Regions from separate parts of the Sus scrofa genome. Here regions 1 and 3 are each linked to region 2. A link is a contact called in public Hi-C and HiChIP or PLAC-seq data. All regions are on one chromosome and are shown on one strand. Each heading gives the region's core, a stretch centred on a gene start, on an enhancer-like site or on the middle of the called end of the contact. The rest is flanking DNA. Distances are from core to core; before and after follow the strand shown. Region 1 holds the start of PMF1 (polyamine modulated factor 1). Region 2 holds the start of LMNA (lamin A/C). Region 3 holds the start of SLC25A44 (solute carrier family 25 member 44).

Region 1 (3,135 bases), core at 48-2,547, 89 kb after region 2:
GAGAAGAAGGCCTATCAAACCCGTCACTTCTACTTGAGACATCTGGCCTGGATGACCCTTCAAACTTTCTTATTGGTCCCACCCCCTGGGAAAGGCCATGGTGCCAATTTGAAAGGTGCTAGCTACCTGAAGCCTTGATATTTCTTATGGCTGCCCCACATTCTGTCCCCCCAGGCCAGATCAGAATCTGAATTCTCTCCTTCACCACCACCACTGCCCACCTTGGGCTCTTACCTTTAAGAGTTATGTTCCCTTTCACTTATTTTTGTTTCTCTCTCCTTGCACTTTGTCAAGAGTCCTCCAATTTCTACTCACAAATGGTCATCCAAAGTATTTCACCCAGAGATCATTTTGCATCTTCCTGCTCTTAGTAACTCCTTTGCCCTAATAACCACCAACATAATAGAAGCCAGGGGTCCCTCATTTCTCTTTAATCTCACTCCTAGTGAGACCTTTAGAGACTGGTTTTCTTAGTGCCACACCTCCCTTCCCTAGAGACTTGTTTTCAGTCCTTCCCCACTATTGCAAAGTGGGTAAAGTATCATGGGTAGGAGGTAGTTTCCTGCTTCTATCTTAGAATGTTTCTCCCTCCCAGACTTATCCATAATTTTTTCGTTCTATATTTTTTTGTACAGTATGTCAGTCTTTCACCTGTTGTCTCTGTCTCTCTCTCTCTCTCTCACACACACACACACACACACAGTTTTAAAGGATGATGTTCTTAAACTAAAGGGACCCCTGGCCCCTACTTTCCCATCTACTATTTTAAGGACTGGGTTTGAGTGGTTAAAATATGTCTTGGTAGGGATGGGAGAATGGGCTTCCATTTTCCCAGGACAATGGACCGAACCAGCTGGAATTTTTGATGTATTGGTCCGTAGCCAAATTGGAAGAAACTTTCTGGAGACTGCACAAGACCGGAAACCTGATGGGAGGATTGGAGGACACAGGGGAATAAAAATACAGATGCAATTAACATTTGATACAGTGGACTCTTGTGAATATTAACAGCGAACATTCACTGTTGCACTGTACGAAGTCTTTCAAGTGTAATTAAACGTTTTTATTGAGTCCCTGAACTTTGCGCTTATTTTCCCGCTTGCCGAGAAATTCGTACTTCAGTGTCCAGTTGTTTTCGTGTTTAATTCTCCCGCCTCCGACAGTTTCCCCACCCCGCCGGCGGCTCGGTGATAGACATCCCGCTGCTTCCAATCGAAGGCGCCAGTGCCAGGAGCGGCCAATCGGGAGCTTGTGGGCGGGGCGGACGGGCCGGTTAAGGTTTGGCGGTTCTAGTTCAACATGGCCGAAGTGAGCAGCGTCAACGTAGCCAGCGGCAGTGAGGAAAAAGGGCCTGAAGGGTTGTCTCAGGAACTTCCGCGCCCTGGTACTACCATTTCAAGGGTGAAGCTTTTTGACACCATGGTGGACACCTTTCTCCAGAAGCTGGTCGCTGCTGGGAGGTAAGGTGGAAGAAATGAGGCTGTGGACAAAACTCTCAGCAGGTCGAAGCCGAGAGAGGGTTTATCCCGCCAGAGTCTAAATCCCGCGAGGCCAGGACGGCCAGACGGGAAACAGCTCAGTCACTTTGGTCTCGGAGTTCGCCGGTTATTTACAATCCTGTGTCTCGAGGTTATTGACTGGCCGACACGCAATTCCTGTGTCTCGGAAAGTCACGTGATGTTTACCAATACAGGTTATGTGAGGGCAGGCCTGGGACAAGTAGCTACTCCTTCCTCCAGTAGTTCTGTCCACAAGTGGTTGAGAGGAAAAGGTACAGGCTTTAAAAGCCGGGTGCACATCATGGCCCAGCATAAAGTGAGCGAGACTTAACTGCTCTGTGCCTGTGTTGCTCATCAATAAAATGGTAACAGTAGTACCTTTCTCATAGGGTCTTTTTGAGGCTTGAGTGGATACACGTCTCTTTTAGAACAGTGCCGGCCACTTGCAGTGTTAGCGTTTTAGCTGTTATTATGTAAATAGTAATAATACCTTCACTGGGTGGTTGTGAGGACTTGATGTCTTACATTTTACTTTTTTTTTTTTTTTTTTGTCTTTTTGCCTTTTCTAGGGCCGCACGCGTGGCATATGGAGGTTCCCAGGCTAGGGGTCTAATCGGAGCTGTAGCCGCCGGCCTTCGCCAGAGCCACAGCTACGCCAGATCCGAGCCGCGTCTGCGACCTACACCACAGCTCACAGCAACGCTGGATCCTTAACCCCCTGAGCAAGGCCAGGAATTGAACCCGCAACCTCATGGTTCCTAGTAGGATTTGCTAGCCACTAAGCTATGACCGGGAACTCCTTGATTTTTACTTTTTTTTTTTTTTCAAGAGGATAGAATTTATTTGAAGCGTATTTTTGACTACAGTGGCATGAAACTGAAAGTCAACCACAGGAAAACAATTGGGACAGAAAAAAGAAAATTACATGGAGACTAAAACATGCTACTAAAAACCAATGGGTCAATGATGAAATAAAAAAGGAAATTAAAAACAATACCTTAAGGAGTTCCCATAGTGGCCCAGTGGTTAATGAACCCAACTAGGATCCATGAGGATGTGGGTTCAATCCCTGGCCTCACTCAGTGGGTTAAGGATCTGGCGTTGCCATGAGCTGTGGTGTAGGTCACAGACACGGCTCGGATCCTATGTTGTGGCTGTGGCTATGGTGTAGGCCAGTGGCTACAGCTCCAATTGAACCCCTAGCCTGGGAACCTCCGTATGCTGTGGATGTGGCCCTAGAAAGACAAAAAGACAAAAAAAATACCTTGAGACAAATGACAGTGAAACTTGATTTTTACTTTAAATAAACTTTTTTTTTTTTTAATTTTATAGCCACTCCCGAGTTAAATGGAAGTTCCTGGGCCAGGGATTGAATATGAGCCCAGGGACAACAGTGGATCCTTTAACCCACTGCACCTGGGATTGAACCCGCACCTCCGCAGTGCCCCAAGCCCCTTCAGTCGGATTCCTTTTTTTTTTTTTTTTTTTTTTTCTTTTTACAGCCGCACCTGTGGCATATGGAAGTTCCTGGGCTGGGGATTGAATTGATTCTGCAGCTGCCGGCTTATGCCAGAGCCTCAGCATCTCCAGATCTGAGACACAGCTGCGACCTACACGGAAGCTTGGGGCAATGCAG
Region 2 (2,882 bases), core at 266-2,765:
CACCTCCTTTGGGGATGGGATTGAGGGAATCATGGCCAAGAGGAAACAGATGCCCTCTTGGCCCCTCCCTGGGCAGCCTGAGAGCACACCAGCCTCAGGCCACTCGTGCATCCTGTCCCTCCCAGCCAGGTCCCTGCTGCCCTACCGCTGCTCCAGTGGCTCCCCCATTACCTGCCACTCAGGGGTCAAGGGCCAAAGTGAAGTGGGCTCTCAGGGAGCCCTGTAAGCTTTGGATTTACTAGACAAAGAGGGCAATTGGGGTGTTACTCTGGGGCTAGCCTGTGGGCTGGCATAGGGATAGTGGGACAGGGGAATCTGGGGAGCTGGATCAAGGCAGGTCTAGAAAGGAGGGGGTTGGCTTGCATGATGTCCTTAGACTCCTCCCAGCTCTGAAGTTCTGGCTTCTAAGCAATGACTGATGAAGCACTGGCCCAAGGCAGTCCCTTCCATCCCATGGAGTCTCCCTCCAGGAGCTCCTGACCTTGGCCAAGGCCCTGCCCATCCACCTGCCACACGTGGCCGCCACTAATCCAGAAGTGCCCTTTGATCTGTTCCCCCATCAGGAAATCTCCTGCAGATTAACCACCATCCTCCCCGGGGAGAATTTGCTTTCCCAGTTGACCTCCCTGGGGTGAGTGCCAAGGGCTAGCCTTGGAAGGGGACCCTGAGGAACTTAGGGGCTGCAGGGGCTGGGAACCCAGGTTGGTTTTATGGTGAGGCTAAGCAAGGTGAAGCTCAGGGATCCACAGTGGCACAGGCCTTCCCAAGACCCTTAGAGGAGCCTGACCAGGTTTCCACGTGTTCACTTATCTGTGTGAAATCTGTAAAAGATATTCTCATATTTTTAAGATAGAGCCTCCCCACAAAAATTGGATGGACACTTAGGAAGACCAACTGTCCGGTTTTGCCAGGAACTGTTCGGGTTTGAGCACTGCAAGGCCCTTGTCCTAGGAAACTCCTCAGTGCTCTGCAAACAGGACAGGTGGCCACTAGTTTCAGGCCCCACATTGGGTAACGTTTGCTCAGCACCTGGACTGGGGGTGGGGGGGGAAACAGGGATCCTTTTCTGCCTCACTTCCTGGAAGCCTCTCGGCGCCTAGGGCTTGGGGACCCTTTTCGCCGGCCCCAGTTCTGGAGTTGTGGCGCTTCTGTTTGTTTCCTTGGCAACAGGGAGAGGAAACCCCCATTTAGGAGACCCGGGAGGCCCCGGCAACCACACACACACAGACACACACAGACTCACAGGCAGCCGCCCACACGCAGGCGCCTGCGTCAGAACCAGCCGTCAGCACTGCCCGCCTCCGGGCGGCGGGGGCGGGGGGGCGGGAGAGGAACCACCCCGCCGGAGTCCGGAGTCGCCCTACCAGCCCGAACCGATCTGCCCTGGAGGGAACAAGCCCCGTCCCCTTGGCTCCGCCCACGTCTCCGGGGCCCCGCCCCTTCCTACGTCTACCTCCCCTCCCCCACCCTCACCAGGTGGGGCGGGGCCAAAGCTGGGAGATAGGGAGCAGAGAGGACGAAGTCACTGCGGAATTCCTCTTTGGCTCTTGTCTGGTGTGTACCGTGGCAGTATTTTGGTGTGTATTGTGACGGTTCCAGGAAGCCTGAGGCTCACAGGTGGGGCGGCTCTCTGGGCCCATTTGAGTGGGGGATGGGGTTTGGAATGTCGGGCAGGGACTCCTGGGCAGACTCTCGGATTTTGCTGTTGGATGGAGCTCCTTTGGGGTCTGGACTGAAGGGAGGTGGGATGTAGTTAACCTGGAGGCAAATCCCTGGAGTTTGGGACCTGCTTCTGTCTCTTGTTGTGTGGCCTGGAGCATATCAGTTAACCTGGCCCAAGTCTCAATCTCCGTATCTGTATAATGGGCATCATGGTGTTTGCTTTGTGCATCTCAGAGAGGTTTGAGAGGGTTAAGGTAGTAATCTGGATTGTGAAAAGATGACACCTGGGAGACCTGCCCAGCCAAATGTGAAGTGTAAAGGGTTGGTTCTGTGCTCATTATCTAGCGGCCCTGTCTGGCCTGGCTGGAGCACCCAGGGAAGATAGCCAGCCCTACACTGACCCCTGCAACCCCTGCCTCATCATGGTAGCGATAATGCCCATCCCTTGAGGTCGATTAGCCCCTTCCAGTATGTCCAGAGTGATGTCCTGTCTCCTACAGTAGTGTGAAATAGGGTCCGAGTACTATTTGGGGGTTTCTGGCTGTGTTTGGGCAAATCTTAGCTTCTCCAGCCTGAGAAGCCCACTTTGTAAAGAGAGGGGTTTAATTCTCAGAGCCCTGGGGGCCTCTTAGGGGAGGGGCAAAGGATCACCAGGCAGGGGTCCCTAAACTTCCCTGCTAGAGAGACTCTGCCTCTGTCATTTAGTATATTGGGCTTTTGGGGTGAAATTTCATTCAAATGAGGGGTTCACTGGCTTTACAAAAGGCCATCAAACACGCTCCTTCTGAGGGCCTTCCCAGCTAAACTAAGCCAAGCTAATTGTTCTAAGCCTGCATCATTCCATCTAGCTGGGTCCGGATGGGAAGAAGGCAGTTACTCAGCTGGACTATCTTAGGTCAATTAGTCAACTTCTCGGAGTTTGGGTTTTTGGTATATAAAATGCAGATAATAATACCTTCCTCATAAGGCTGAAGTCAAGATGAAGTGGGATCAGCCCCACATGGCCCCTAGCCCAGTGCCTGGTATGTGGCAGCTACTTAAAGAACAGCCAGGTCCTTCCATACCACCTGTGCAGGAGTGACTCAGCAGTTCAACAGGTGTTTAGTACTTGACCCTGTGATCAAAGAATGAATAAGACAGGGACCCTCCCTCCAAGCACTCTAGGGAGTTCCTGTTGTGGCTCAGGGGAAACAAACCTGACTAGTATCCATAGGGATGCA
Region 3 (2,993 bases), core at 233-2,732, 69 kb after region 2:
TGTATAGCTAGGTCACCATTTGTTTCTACTTTTTGGCTATCGTGAATAGTGCTGTTATGAATCTGTGTGTGTAAATATTGTTTATTTGTTTTTTGTTTTTCTTTTTTGGCGGTCCCTTGGCATATGGAGTTCCTGGGTCAGGGATCAGATCTGAGCCGCAGCTGTGACCTAGGCTACCAGCTGCAGCAACACTGGATCCTTAACTTGCTGGGGATCAAACACATGTCCCTGAGCTCCAGAGATGCCACTGATCCCATTGCAACACAGCAGGAACTCCTGTGTACAAGTTTTTGTTTGAACACCTGTTTTCAGCTCTTTTGGGTATATATTCAGAGTGAAAATGCTTGGTCATATAGCAATTTTGCTTAACATTGAGGAATGATCAAACTGGTTTCCACAGCAACTGCACCATTTTACATTCCCACCAGCAACGTCAGGGTTCCAGTTTCTCCACATCCCTGCTAACACTTGTCACTTTCTAGGTTCTCATTTGCTTGCTTGCTTGCTTTAATTTTAGCCATCCTAGTGGGTGTGCAGTGGGGATCTCATGGTTTTGATTTGTTTTTCCCTAATGACTAATGATGTTGAGCATCTTTTTATGTGCTTATTATCCATCTTCTTTGGAGAAACATCTATTAAAGTCCTTTGCACATTTACAAAAAAAAAAAAATTGGGTTGTCTGTCTTTTTGTTGTTGAGTTATAGAAATATCTATTTTGAAATGAATTGACTCTCCAAACCTAGCCTTCTCAGTCCCTCCTGTAAAGGGCTCTGCCTCTTTTTATTTTTTTTTCCTATTTATTATATATTTTTTCATTATAGTTGATATAAATGTTGTCCATTTCTGCTGTACAGCAAAGTGACTCAGATATATATATATTCTTTTCGTCAACTTATATCATGTTCTATCAAGGGTGACTGGATATAGTTTCCTGTGCCATACAGCTGGACCTCTTTGCTTATCCATTCTAAATGTAGTAGTTCGCATCTACTAACCCCAAACTCCCACCGCCTCTTCTTTTAAATCCATGTATTAACAAATAGTTATAAAGCAAGAAGAGATCACTCCATCTCCAGGATGTTCCCTATTCCTGTAGTTTTGAGTTCCCAAGTCTCCAAAATCTAAACTTAGTCCTTCCTGCTGCACATTGGCCTGTTTTGGTTCTGTAGATGAGAAAAGTTACACAAAAATTAGATGAGATTTTAACTTAAGGATTCCAGGAGACTTGAAACGCAAGGTGACCCGTTGGGAACAAGACCTTCAAGAAGTGGCCGCGACCCAATTTCCACGAATTCGAAAGAACACGCATGCGCTGTAGAAGAAGGGGCTAAAGAAGGCGTGGCCTCTGCCCAAATTCAAGATGGCTACCAGGACCTTCCGCCTTTGCTGCGGAGGCGGGGGGCGAGGCTAAAGACTCAGAACGTCATTGGTGCAGTTGCCCACCGTTCATCCCCGCCCCCTGCAGGGGGCGGGAGTGACAGTGTCCCAATTTCCGGTTCCGGCAGTACCGGGATCCCGGTCGAGATGGAGGAAGATGCGACCGGAGGCCGTCAGTTGCCGGGAACAGAGGATAGAGTGGGAGCTGCGGCCTAGAGGTCCGCTCTGGGAGTTTGCCTCAGACGCGGCAGAACCGCCCTGAACTGAGAAGGTACGAAATCACCGGCTTGAGGTGCCTAAGGACTAAGGTCTCCTAGTACCGAGACCTGTCAGGGAGGCAGCGGTTGCCTGCAGTGCACGGCAGCAATTTACTGGGAACCCGCCGCGCAGTTTTGGGAATGAGGGATGACTCCAGCGACGCATCTCTTCCTATCGGAGGAGCATGGGGTTCGCCGACAGCGAAAGAAGCATGGCCAGAGACATGGCTAGGGGCATGTCCAGGATCTAAAGGCGGCAGTTTCGGGGGTCAGGACAGAAGCTACTTAAAGGGGGTGTCATGTGCAGTAGGTGAAGAGGATTGTCGTGTGATGTCTGTCATGAGAGATCACGTGGGCACCTATGGAAGACCAAAGGAAGGTTGAGTGGGAATCTCCTCCTGTCCTGGGGGGAGATTACCTTGAAGGGAGGGGTTGGAGGCACGCCCAGAACCTTCCCTAAGGAAATGCATGTTCTTTAGGACAGGTGGGCGAGCATGTAAATATATTCACGTTCCTAAGGTAGATAGCTCTCAGGATGCAGAGCCTTGATGGAGATGCAGTAAGAAGAACAGAGGAACAGAAGGAGGAAGCAAAGATCTTGATCCCAGCACAGAAGTGGGAACCAGACCTCATAGGTGTCTTGTCAGGAGCTGTAGACAGATGATTTGATTTGGTGAATGTTGTTGACTGAAAAGAACTGAATGAGTCTATTAGTCAGCATTGGGCCCAGTCCTGGGGACAAGTCAGGATGGAATCAGAGGGCTCTTAATGTAGTCATAGTGGTCGTGGACTCCTAGAGTAGTTGTTATTGTTAGAATACTGACAATCCTTAATGTTTAAGGCAATACTTTTCCAAACTCTGATATACATATTGATCACCCAGAGATCTTGTGAAAATGGTTCTTATTCAGCAAGTCTACAGAGCATCCTGAAGTTCTGTATTTCTACAAGCTCCCAGGTGATGCCAGTGTTGCGGGTTTGTGCACCACTCTGAGTAGCAAGGATTTAGAGCACCACTGTCCAATAGAAATTTCTGCAATGATGGAAGTGCTTTGCTGTTAATAAAAATGGCTTTGCATATTTTAGCACATGTGAGTTGCACCACACTGTTATATAGCTGTGGCAGGCTTTATTAGCTCTATATCATAGATGAGGATATTGAATTTTAAAGAAGTGACTTAGTTCCAGTCCTACTAGTAAGTAATGGAAGTGGAGGAACTCCTGACCACTAATGTTCTTCTCATTGAATGACCTTGCCTTCCAGGTGACTCAGAACCTAGTGAATAGTCTGGTATAGGTTTTTCTGGTACATGAAGAATTGAAGTGGAGAGGAAGTGTGCTTATCTAGGCCAGTTTGTT

What was found. A called contact is a pair of places that touch in the nucleus more often than the background predicts. HiChIP or PLAC-seq counts read pairs in DNA pulled down with a chosen protein or histone mark.
Region 1: an H3K27ac HiChIP or PLAC-seq map of alveolar macrophages shows a contact between it and region 2. The contact joins the promoter of PMF1 here to the promoter of LMNA in region 2. A contact is called at or near these places in 6 of 47 Hi-C or Micro-C datasets (alveolar macrophages, embryonic fibroblasts, heart right ventricle and 2 more) and 2 of 2 datasets of contacts at active chromatin or transcription factors (alveolar macrophages and skeletal muscle).
Region 3: a Hi-C map of skeletal muscle shows a contact between it and region 2, with 2.9 times the contacts expected there. The contact joins the promoter of SLC25A44 here to the promoter of LMNA in region 2. A contact is called at or near these places in 4 of 47 Hi-C or Micro-C datasets (epiblast stem cells, liver, skeletal muscle and 1 more) and 1 of 2 datasets of contacts at active chromatin or transcription factors (alveolar macrophages).

What each region holds. Positions count from the first base shown.
Region 1 is chr4:93,834,948-93,838,082 of Sscrofa11.1, reverse strand. PMF1 (polyamine modulated factor 1) reads left to right here and starts at 1,297. Exons shown (of 5, transcript NM_001123163.1): 1 at 1,297-1,460. The coding sequence starts at 1,300. SLC25A44 (solute carrier family 25 member 44) reads left to right here. Exons shown (of 4, transcript XM_001928054.5): 4 at 1-1,079.
Region 2 is chr4:93,924,917-93,927,798 of Sscrofa11.1, reverse strand. It overlaps LMNA (lamin A/C), which reads left to right and starts at 1,515. Exons shown (of 13, transcript NM_001111257.2): 1 at 1,515-1,617.
Region 3 is chr4:93,855,642-93,858,634 of Sscrofa11.1, reverse strand. It overlaps SLC25A44 (solute carrier family 25 member 44), which reads left to right and starts at 1,482. Exons shown (of 4, transcript XM_001928054.5): 1 at 1,482-1,648.